Regions from separate parts of the Gossypium hirsutum genome. Here regions 1 and 2 are each linked to region 3. The links are chromatin contacts, called in public Hi-C maps. All regions are on one chromosome and are shown on one strand. Each heading gives the region's core, a stretch centred on a gene start, on an enhancer-like site or on the middle of the called end of the contact. The rest is flanking DNA. Distances are from core to core; before and after follow the strand shown. Region 1 holds the start of LOC107919116 (putative gamma-glutamylcyclotransferase At3g02910). Region 2 holds the start of LOC107919937 (calmodulin-interacting protein 111). Region 3 holds the start of LOC107918509.

Region 1 (3,009 bases), core at 324-2,823, 170 kb after region 3:
AGTTCTTTTAAAATTATTTTTTTCATCTACAAAGCTTGAATCTAAAGATTTTGTTGTTATTTTTTTTATTTATTATTATCTAAGTCCTCTCTATATTCAATAGTCACATTGGAATACGACTAAAACTAAAGTCAAGTGAGATTCCTAAAAAGAAGTACAAAGTTTTCCCAAAATACTTATTCCATCCACAATATTTAAACCCAAAGAATTGTTTAAAAAAAGGTTCAACTTATTACTTGAACCCAAATGTGTCGATTTAGCCTACATCTTTAACCATGAATGAAGCTAGCTTTCCAACTATTTATTCAAAATCTTGGAGGGGTAAGTCTTCGGTAACTTGAACAACAAACCAAAACAAAGAGCTGAAAACTTAATGATGCAGTGCTGTAGGTTTGTAGTATTGTTGCCCTACCATATCATGGCAACCTATATAGATTTTAGGAGAAGTTGATCAGATACAATGCAAGCAAAGCGATAAAGCGTGCGTGGTGTATAAATTAAACCGAGATTACACATAAACCGATGCAATGGGGGGGATATTTGTTTGGGCAGTGTACAATGTACAGGCAAGAATGTACATAAGAACATGCCTTTCTGCACCACCACAGTTGCATCTCTCCATTGTCTCTTTGTATAGTTTGCAACCTCCACCAATCTTTCAATGTGATTACCTCCTTTTTTTTTTCTTTTTCTTTTTTTTATCTTTTGGGTATGTGAGGATGTGGAATTTGATGGAGTTAGGATAATATTAGAGTGCATAAAATATCTAATATATGAGGCGTTGAAATCAAAGCAAATTGTGGGTGAAGTGAAGCAAAGAGGAGGAGAGAGGAAGCCTATCATTTAGTTCACAAATTTTGAGGACTGGAACATGGGATGCAAGGCAGGTCATGTGGGGGCATAGAACTTGGAGGTCCCCTTTTGGTATTTGTCCACACTAAATTACAGATAAAATTCACTGTAGCGTCTTTGTTTCATTGGATGTTTCACATCAGACATCTATATCTATCGCTTTCAGTTTCATTTTTCTTTTTTAATTCTGTTGCGCATTTTAGGGACTCGTGCCAATTCGAATGGCGACAGACATACGCACACGAATGCCATTTCCCTTTTTTCTTATTAAATAACAATAAATGAATTGGAGTGGGTATCAGGTGAAGCCAAAGTAAGTGGTGGAGAGTAGCGTAGATGGTTCTAATTTAATTAATTAAATTGCCGATCGGAGGTTTTTCTAGATGTTGGATAGCGTGCTTTGCCAAGGGACTCGAGAGCCCCCAGCATCTTTGGTCAAAACCATCATTTATTTGACCATCCATTGTTTTTTTTTTTGTTTAAATCATCTTTCACATTCAAGATTTGAGGAATGAATCTTGGATTGGGCATATTCATAAAAGTTGGGCAGGCTTTGCTTTCCCTAAATGGGTTTTGAATATTGGATTGGTTTCATTCATTTCAACCTAGAGGGCTTTTAGCCCATCGCAATACCGTCCGAACAAGGAAATAGCGTTTTTTATTTACGCTTTTCTCATCTAAACCATCTTCCTTTTTTTCTCTGTTGCGCCCGCCGATCTCCATGGCTGAAGCCAGTAGGACGCTGCTCTTCTCCTATGGAACTTTGAAACAAGGCCATCAAAATCATTTCCTAATGCAAGACCTTATCCGCAAAAAAGACGCTAATTTTTTAGGACCCTATGTGACCCATCAATGCCACCCACTTGTTATAGGCCCACACGGCATCCCCTACCTCATCAACCTCCTTGGATGCGGTCATCGAGTGAAGGGCGAGTTGTACTCTGTGTCCGCTCAGGGACGAGCACGAGTGGATGAACTGGAAAGCTCCAGTATCGGACACTACGAGCGATTACCCATTCAAGTGTGCGAAGAAGGGAAAGATAGCGTCTTGGTGGAGGCGCAAGGTTATTTCGCTCATCGGAGTTTCGGGGAAAAGTTGTGGGAGAGGAAAGGAAAGGTGGGTTTGGCGGAGTTTGGGGATAAAGAGGGAAAAGAGTAGGTTAGAAAAGAGGATAGGGCCCCAGGAAGTGGCAGTATTCTTCATGATATTGCATCATTTATCACCCCTGATGATTAATTTGCTCGTTTAAGGTGCAGTTTGAATCAAATAAATTCTATGGTTACAATTGGCTTTATATGAAGTTTCTTTTCTATTCCGGGTATATTTGTACCATAGTAAAAATATAATTTTATTATTTTAATAATTTTTATTTTTATAATTTTAAAAAAATTAAATTAAATTATTATTATTTTTAAAAATTTAAATATAATTTTATTATTATCAATTTAAAATTTTATAAATTATAAAAAATTTAAATTAAAAAGCTACCATTTTAACAGTGGCTCCGCAACTGGTTTATTGTAACCAGTAATATATTTGATTGGTGCTTGGCATCCCCTAAAACCATATTTAATAAACGACCCTTCTTACGTGGATGTTATTATGTAATGAGGAAGTTACAACAGGCCTCATACATACAATGAGTCCATTGTAATGAGAAGGAACGAGGTTCTGAAAATAATAATAACAACAAATATGTACTTAAACTAAATAATAATAATTTAAATTGTGAGTGAACAAATTTTAAATAGATAAATTTATTAAATTAAAAATATTAAATTCAATTCAATTGTTTATTATTATTATATTTGTGTAAATTAAATAGTTTATTTTGTTATTAGGCCAATAAAAAAAATTCAAGTTGGACTTTGATTAACTTGTTAAGGGGAAATTGATTAAAATATTTAATTTCGAAAAATTAAATGATTAAATCAAAATAATTAATAGTTAAATGACCAAATTAAATACATATTTGGGTGACTATTTGTATAGTTTACCCTATAATTTAACTAAATAATATATATTTTGTATAATTAAATAATTGTAAGAAAATAATACATAATTTATTACATATTTTTACCTACAAAAAACTCTAGTTTTTTAAAACTATATAATTAATTTTTTTATTATATTTTATCTTTATTTTTAATTTAAAA
Region 2 (2,700 bases), core at 23-2,522, 160 kb before region 3:
GAAAGGCTTGAAGACAATCTGACTCCATTCTTCAAAACCTGGAAAGAAAGAAAAAGATGAAGGTAGAGCATAGCATCAAGTCCATTTGTAGCTTCCAAAATTAAGAAGGTGCAAGCTAAGAGACATAGCATCAAGTCCATAATTTACAACTTAAATGATATCCATCAATTCGCCTTAACAAAATATGCAGCCCCAACGGACCCTCTGAAATATATTCTACCACATAAACTTAAGTAGTTACCCATATCCTTTCAGAAGTAACCAACTTTTATTTAATTGTAATGCATCTACATTAGGTATAACGGTAGCGGAAGCATCCACTTCCTTTTAACTTTTGTTTAAATTCATACAAAAAAAAAAGGAGAAGATAGTATATAAAGAGTGTTAGACTACCATAAGATGGTCATTCGAACCTTACAAGATGGAAAAACTGTAGCAAGTGCAAAGTAGTTTCCAACTTCTTTTGTAGTTTCATTGGCCGAACCAACACCAAAAGGTAGAGTATATTCATCTGTTACAGAACTTAAAGGACATCCATTTGAATGTTTATTCTTCAAAGCAGAAAGTGAGACCTAGCAATGGGATTAGAATATAATTCAGCAGCAGAAAAGCGGTGGTGCAGCAAGGGTAAGAACGCAATCCTTGAAAAGTTACTAACATTTCCTATCACATACTAGAAAGTAGAAACAGTCATAATGAATTACCGATACTAATGAACCAGGAGCGAGATAAGAAGCGACCATAGAAGACTCTGACAACCAAATTTTACAGCTTCTAGTTTCGGAATCAACATAATTAACTCGTCCAATGAAAGCAGATTTTCCAATAAGAGAAGGATATTGCTTCGAAACTTCATCAATGGAACACCTAAGATCTTCTTCACTAACTTCTGAATCAAGAGAAGTCACCGAAAGTGTCCGTGGAGAAGCCGATAGGTCGGAATTTGATTGCCTTGAAGGCGTCTTCGATTGCTTCTTGGACTTTGAAGGCATCTCCACAGCAGGCCCCAAAGCCTGGGATCAGAAAGTAAAATAAAGAAGAAAGAAACTGACTGCAGTGGAACTGAAGAATGGCGAAGCTTTCTTCTTGAGGGAGGCGGCTCTTATTGTGGTGCCGCGAACAAAGCGAAAACAAATGGTGAGCACTAAGAAAGCACACTGTGAGGTCCCTAAGGTCTCAAAACAACCGCAATTTGTAGGATACAGTCAGATTTATATTTTGGGGCCAAATGTGAGGCAAGCTTATTCTCAGTTTTGGTTCAAAGCAGCCCACCCTGGGTTTTGTTTTTGATGCTATATATCGAACAATAAATTCAAAAATAAACTCTGAGGAAGAAAATTTGAAAGATAAAATCATTATATAACTTTTAATTTTTAATTTTTAATTTTAAAATAAATAAAAATTTAAATAATTTATTTTGGTACAAATTAAAATTTTAAATAACATAAAATAAAATAAAAAAATAGTTCACTAATTTTTATGGGAGGAAAAGAAGAGAATGGAGAAATTGAGAAAACAAGTGTGAAGTAAGTGAAAGGTGAATGAGTAAAGTAAAAATAGGGTAACATTTGTAAAATGTTTTACGAGTTCTCAAAGTGTAAAACATGAAGTTAATTGTAAGATATTTTGCATTGCCCAATTTTATTTTCTGTAAACAAGCACATAAATATGAGAACTATATTTTCCCTAAAATAACAAACACACCCTTATACTTCAAATCCAAATTTCGCTACTAAATACAAACAATTTAAAATAATAAACTAAATTAAGAGTGTCACTTTCGCAACTGTTCTTAGATACAATTATTTGTTGTTGTGAACCTAGCCTGCTATAATTGAAAGGGTTAATAAAGTGGTTAATCTGGGGTTAATGTAAGTTTTGCCCCTTCAATTTTTTTTTTACTTTTATTCCTGAATTTGAAAAGTATTATTCATTTAAGCCTATTATGAAAAAAAGGGGGATAATGTGATTTTTTGCTATTGAACTTGATAGTTACATCCCCATTATCCTCTTAAATTTCATAATTAGCTTCACTTTGATACTTATATATATTTTTTAACCTAGTTTGAACTTGAAAACTATGTCTATTTTCACTTTAAATAAAGTAGATGATGATGTCATACAATATTAGAGTATTATATTTAGTTTTTAATAACCGAACCGATGGTTGAACAAGTTAAATCATCAATTCTCGATTTAACCAATTCAATTGTCAGACTAACAATAATTAAAAAATTTATAAAAATATAAAAAATCAAGTAAAACCGGTTTTATCTCTCTTTTTACTTTTTTTAGATTTTTGAGAATTTTTAATTACTACTAGTTTGACAATTGAACTAATCAAACTAGTTGAATCGAGAATTAGTGGTCTAACCTATTTAACCATGAGTTCAGTTATTAAAACATTGAATAGGACAACTATGAGATTATACCACATCATGATCTAAAAAATTTTTAATTTTTCAAATTTAGAATACTAAATCATCAAACTTTTAAGATTTTTTTTAAAAAAATTTAAGTTTAGAGATAAACATAAATTTAATTATTAAATTCAAGAATAAACCCTAAAAAAATATAGATACCAAAATTAAGCTACAGGTAAATGTAAACCTCCTTATCAAATTTAGAGGTAAAAAGTTACATTATCATTAATGATACCAAATTAATTAATCAAAGCAATTAATTATTGAGTTAAAGGCG
Region 3 (2,722 bases), core at 40-2,539:
GCATTAATTTAATCTAATATAATAATAATAGTATTACACAGAAAACATGATTATTCTCTTGTTAATCGAAAACCTTTTCATCCTCTTCCTTCTTTCTTTTTTTCGGTCTACCATGATTGAAAGTAAACGATAAGAGCATTAAAAAGCTGCCACCATAGCCTTCGACATTTCTACTTCTTCTTCATCATCTTCCTCTGCATCCCACAGAAAGTTGGCGTAAGATCCCAGCACCATGCTGCAAATTATACCCAAGTTCAGGTTAATTGGCTGAAAATATATTCAAGTATGGAGCCTATAGAAAATGAAGCATAACTACCAGTCGTCAGGAGAAGCAGTGACGGCTCGGTCGAAGTAAGACTTAGCACGGCTCTCGTCTCTGTGTCGTTCCCAGATTAGGTTCCCGTACAAAGACAAAACTTCCCCATCTCCAGGGCTGGCTAAGATAGCTCTCCCGTAATACTCCTCTGCTCTCTCCATATCCTTTTCCACCTGCAAAACCATAATGCAATATCCATCAGATTTTCGAAAGATCAAAACTTTTCTATGTATTAGTGATGTCAAACTTTTTTACCTCGTGTAAGAACCTGCCGTAGTTTCTCAAAAGAAGTGGGTCACCGGGGTTTAGTTTCAACATTTCACGATAATAATCGCCCATCTTCCCCTTATCACCGTACGAATCATCTCCGTTATCACCGCCAATTTTCCCGCCAGTTCCAAATCCATCACCGGAAAATCCAATTTCTTCCATCGAGATCCCGAATTCCGTTCGGAATCCACCGTCTATTTCATAATCCGACACATACTCCTCCTCCGGTATCCCCGCCGTAAAACACCGAGATCCACCGGGAACCCGAGTCTCCGACTTGATAATATCAGTCTCAGACAAAGCTCGCCTTATTTGCGCGCGAGATTCCATTGGCTTCCGTTTATCCATAGGGAAATGCAACGATACTATCGGAGAGCTAAGAGAGAAGCCAGATCTCTCACCGGAGAAAACTGCACCGAACGAGCTTTGACGAGAAAGAGAAACCTTGGGAGAACCGGGCAGAGCTGATGAGGTGACCGGAAGGGAACCCGCTCTCAAGATAGCAGCTTTCATAACTGGAAGAGCTTTTGATTCTCAAATTTGTTTTGTTAAACTTTGTAGTGTCAGTTAGAGATTAGGCCTTTGGAGGGGGAAGCTTCGCATTAATATAGATAAGTAGGAGCCGTTAGATGTGGTGACGGTAGTTGACTTGAAGAGAATGAGATGGGGACAGGTGTAAATAGGAGCGTGAGTTAGGCATGAGCGTGGCATCGGCTTTGGTGAAGACTGGAACACTTTTTTATCTATTTATGGGGTCACGTTAAAAGGATGATTAAGAAAGGTCGTGATGCCACCTGTTGGAGCAAGTAACTTCGGGTTGGGACCCGCATGCAATTGTACGGATTTCCGAATATAGTGATATTTAAAAATTAATGCTATACAATTGTTTTTTATAGTATTATTGTCAATCTCGAATTAGTGTTGTCAATTTAATTAATAATATTATCGATATATATTATTGATAGATATAATAAAGTGTGTGTAATAGAATTAAAATGTATTCGAACTTAGCTATATGCAATTTTTTTATTTTAAAAAAAAATAAAAATAGTAAAATAGAATTTTATGAAAATACATTTACGTAATTAAAATAAGTTATATTATTTAAGAGTATTTTAATATTTTCATTTTAACATAAATCAATAAAAATTACTTATGGTGAGTTTTGAAATCATACCAATTAAACTAGTAAAACCTTGAATTACCACTCAACAAAAGTTTTATTTTCATGTTTTTTTATGCATTTTTGTTTTAATACGCACAACATCTTATCTACATTAGCTGTACATATTAATAATGCATTTGATTGAGTTTGTGTTATAACTTAACTCGACACTAACTCAAGATTAGTGATAACACAATGATAAACAATTAAATCTTATTTTTTTAATTTTAATATTGTGCATATTTCATGTGTTATTATTAATTAATTTCAAGACATGTTTCATTATTTATTGTATGTTATATTTAAACACGCATTTGTATTCTGAATTTATAATTTCCATATGCATATAAGTGTGATAGCATTTTTAGTAGATAAATAAATAAATTTAAAAAATGAGTGAAATAGTTAAATGTACTTAAAAAGTATTTACTATAAAAATAATGTTTAAAAAAATATTAACTACTTTCAAAGATAATTATTATCATTATTTCATAAATTGATGAGGAGTTCTTAATTTGAAGTGGAATTAAAATATGAAAGGATATTTAAAATATTAAAACCTAAAAGAATTATATGGATGGTTGTTTGTTTCTTTGTTTTTAAGAATTTTATTATAAGTTTTAATCATATTTATTTTTTTATTTTACACAATGTTTATAACTTTACGTAGTCCGTCATAAACTCATAAATAGGAGGATAATGTGTTTTAGCGCACTCAAATTTATATCTTCCTACATCAATAATAATATCCATATTAATCGAATTAATACTCAATTGACATATGTCCATAAATAAATTCTCAACATCCTCCGAACCACAAATATTTAGCTCTTGTATTAAAATAAAATTGATATATATATTTAAAAAGGAAAAGAGGGGAACCACAAATATTTAGTTCTTGTATTAATATAAAATTGATATGTATAAATATAAAGGAAAAGGGGATGTTCCCTAAAAGTTCCAAGGATTGC

What was found. Hi-C and Micro-C count contacts between places; a contact is called where the count stands out from the background.
Region 1: a contact with region 3 is called in a Hi-C map of leaf, with 2.2 times the contacts expected there. The contact joins the promoter of LOC107919116 here to the promoter of LOC107918509 in region 3. A contact is called at or near these places in 6 of 34 Hi-C or Micro-C datasets (callus, leaf and petal).
Region 2: a Hi-C map of leaf shows a contact between it and region 3, with 4 times the contacts expected there. The contact joins the promoter of LOC107919937 here to the promoter of LOC107918509 in region 3. A contact is called at or near these places in 14 of 34 Hi-C or Micro-C datasets (anther, callus, hypocotyl and 3 more).

The regions. Positions count from the first base shown.
Region 1 is chrA08:112,205,568-112,208,576 of Gossypium_hirsutum_v2.1, forward strand. LOC107919116 (putative gamma-glutamylcyclotransferase At3g02910) reads left to right here and starts at 1,574. Exons shown (of 1, transcript XM_016848645.1): 1 at 1,574-2,011. The coding sequence starts at 1,574. The coding sequence ends at 2,011.
Region 2 is chrA08:111,871,116-111,873,815 of Gossypium_hirsutum_v2.1, forward strand. LOC107919937 (calmodulin-interacting protein 111) reads right to left here and starts at 1,273. Exons shown (of 11, transcript XM_041074797.1): 1 at 705-1,273; 2 at 414-572; 3 at 1-38. The coding sequence starts at 992.
Region 3 is chrA08:112,034,224-112,036,945 of Gossypium_hirsutum_v2.1, forward strand. It overlaps LOC107918509, which reads right to left and starts at 1,290. Exons shown (of 3, transcript XM_016848080.2): 1 at 572-1,290; 2 at 317-489; 3 at 1-235. The coding sequence starts at 1,099. The coding sequence ends at 139. LOC121203161 reads right to left here. Exons shown (of 6, transcript XR_005899765.1): 6 at 1,343-2,722.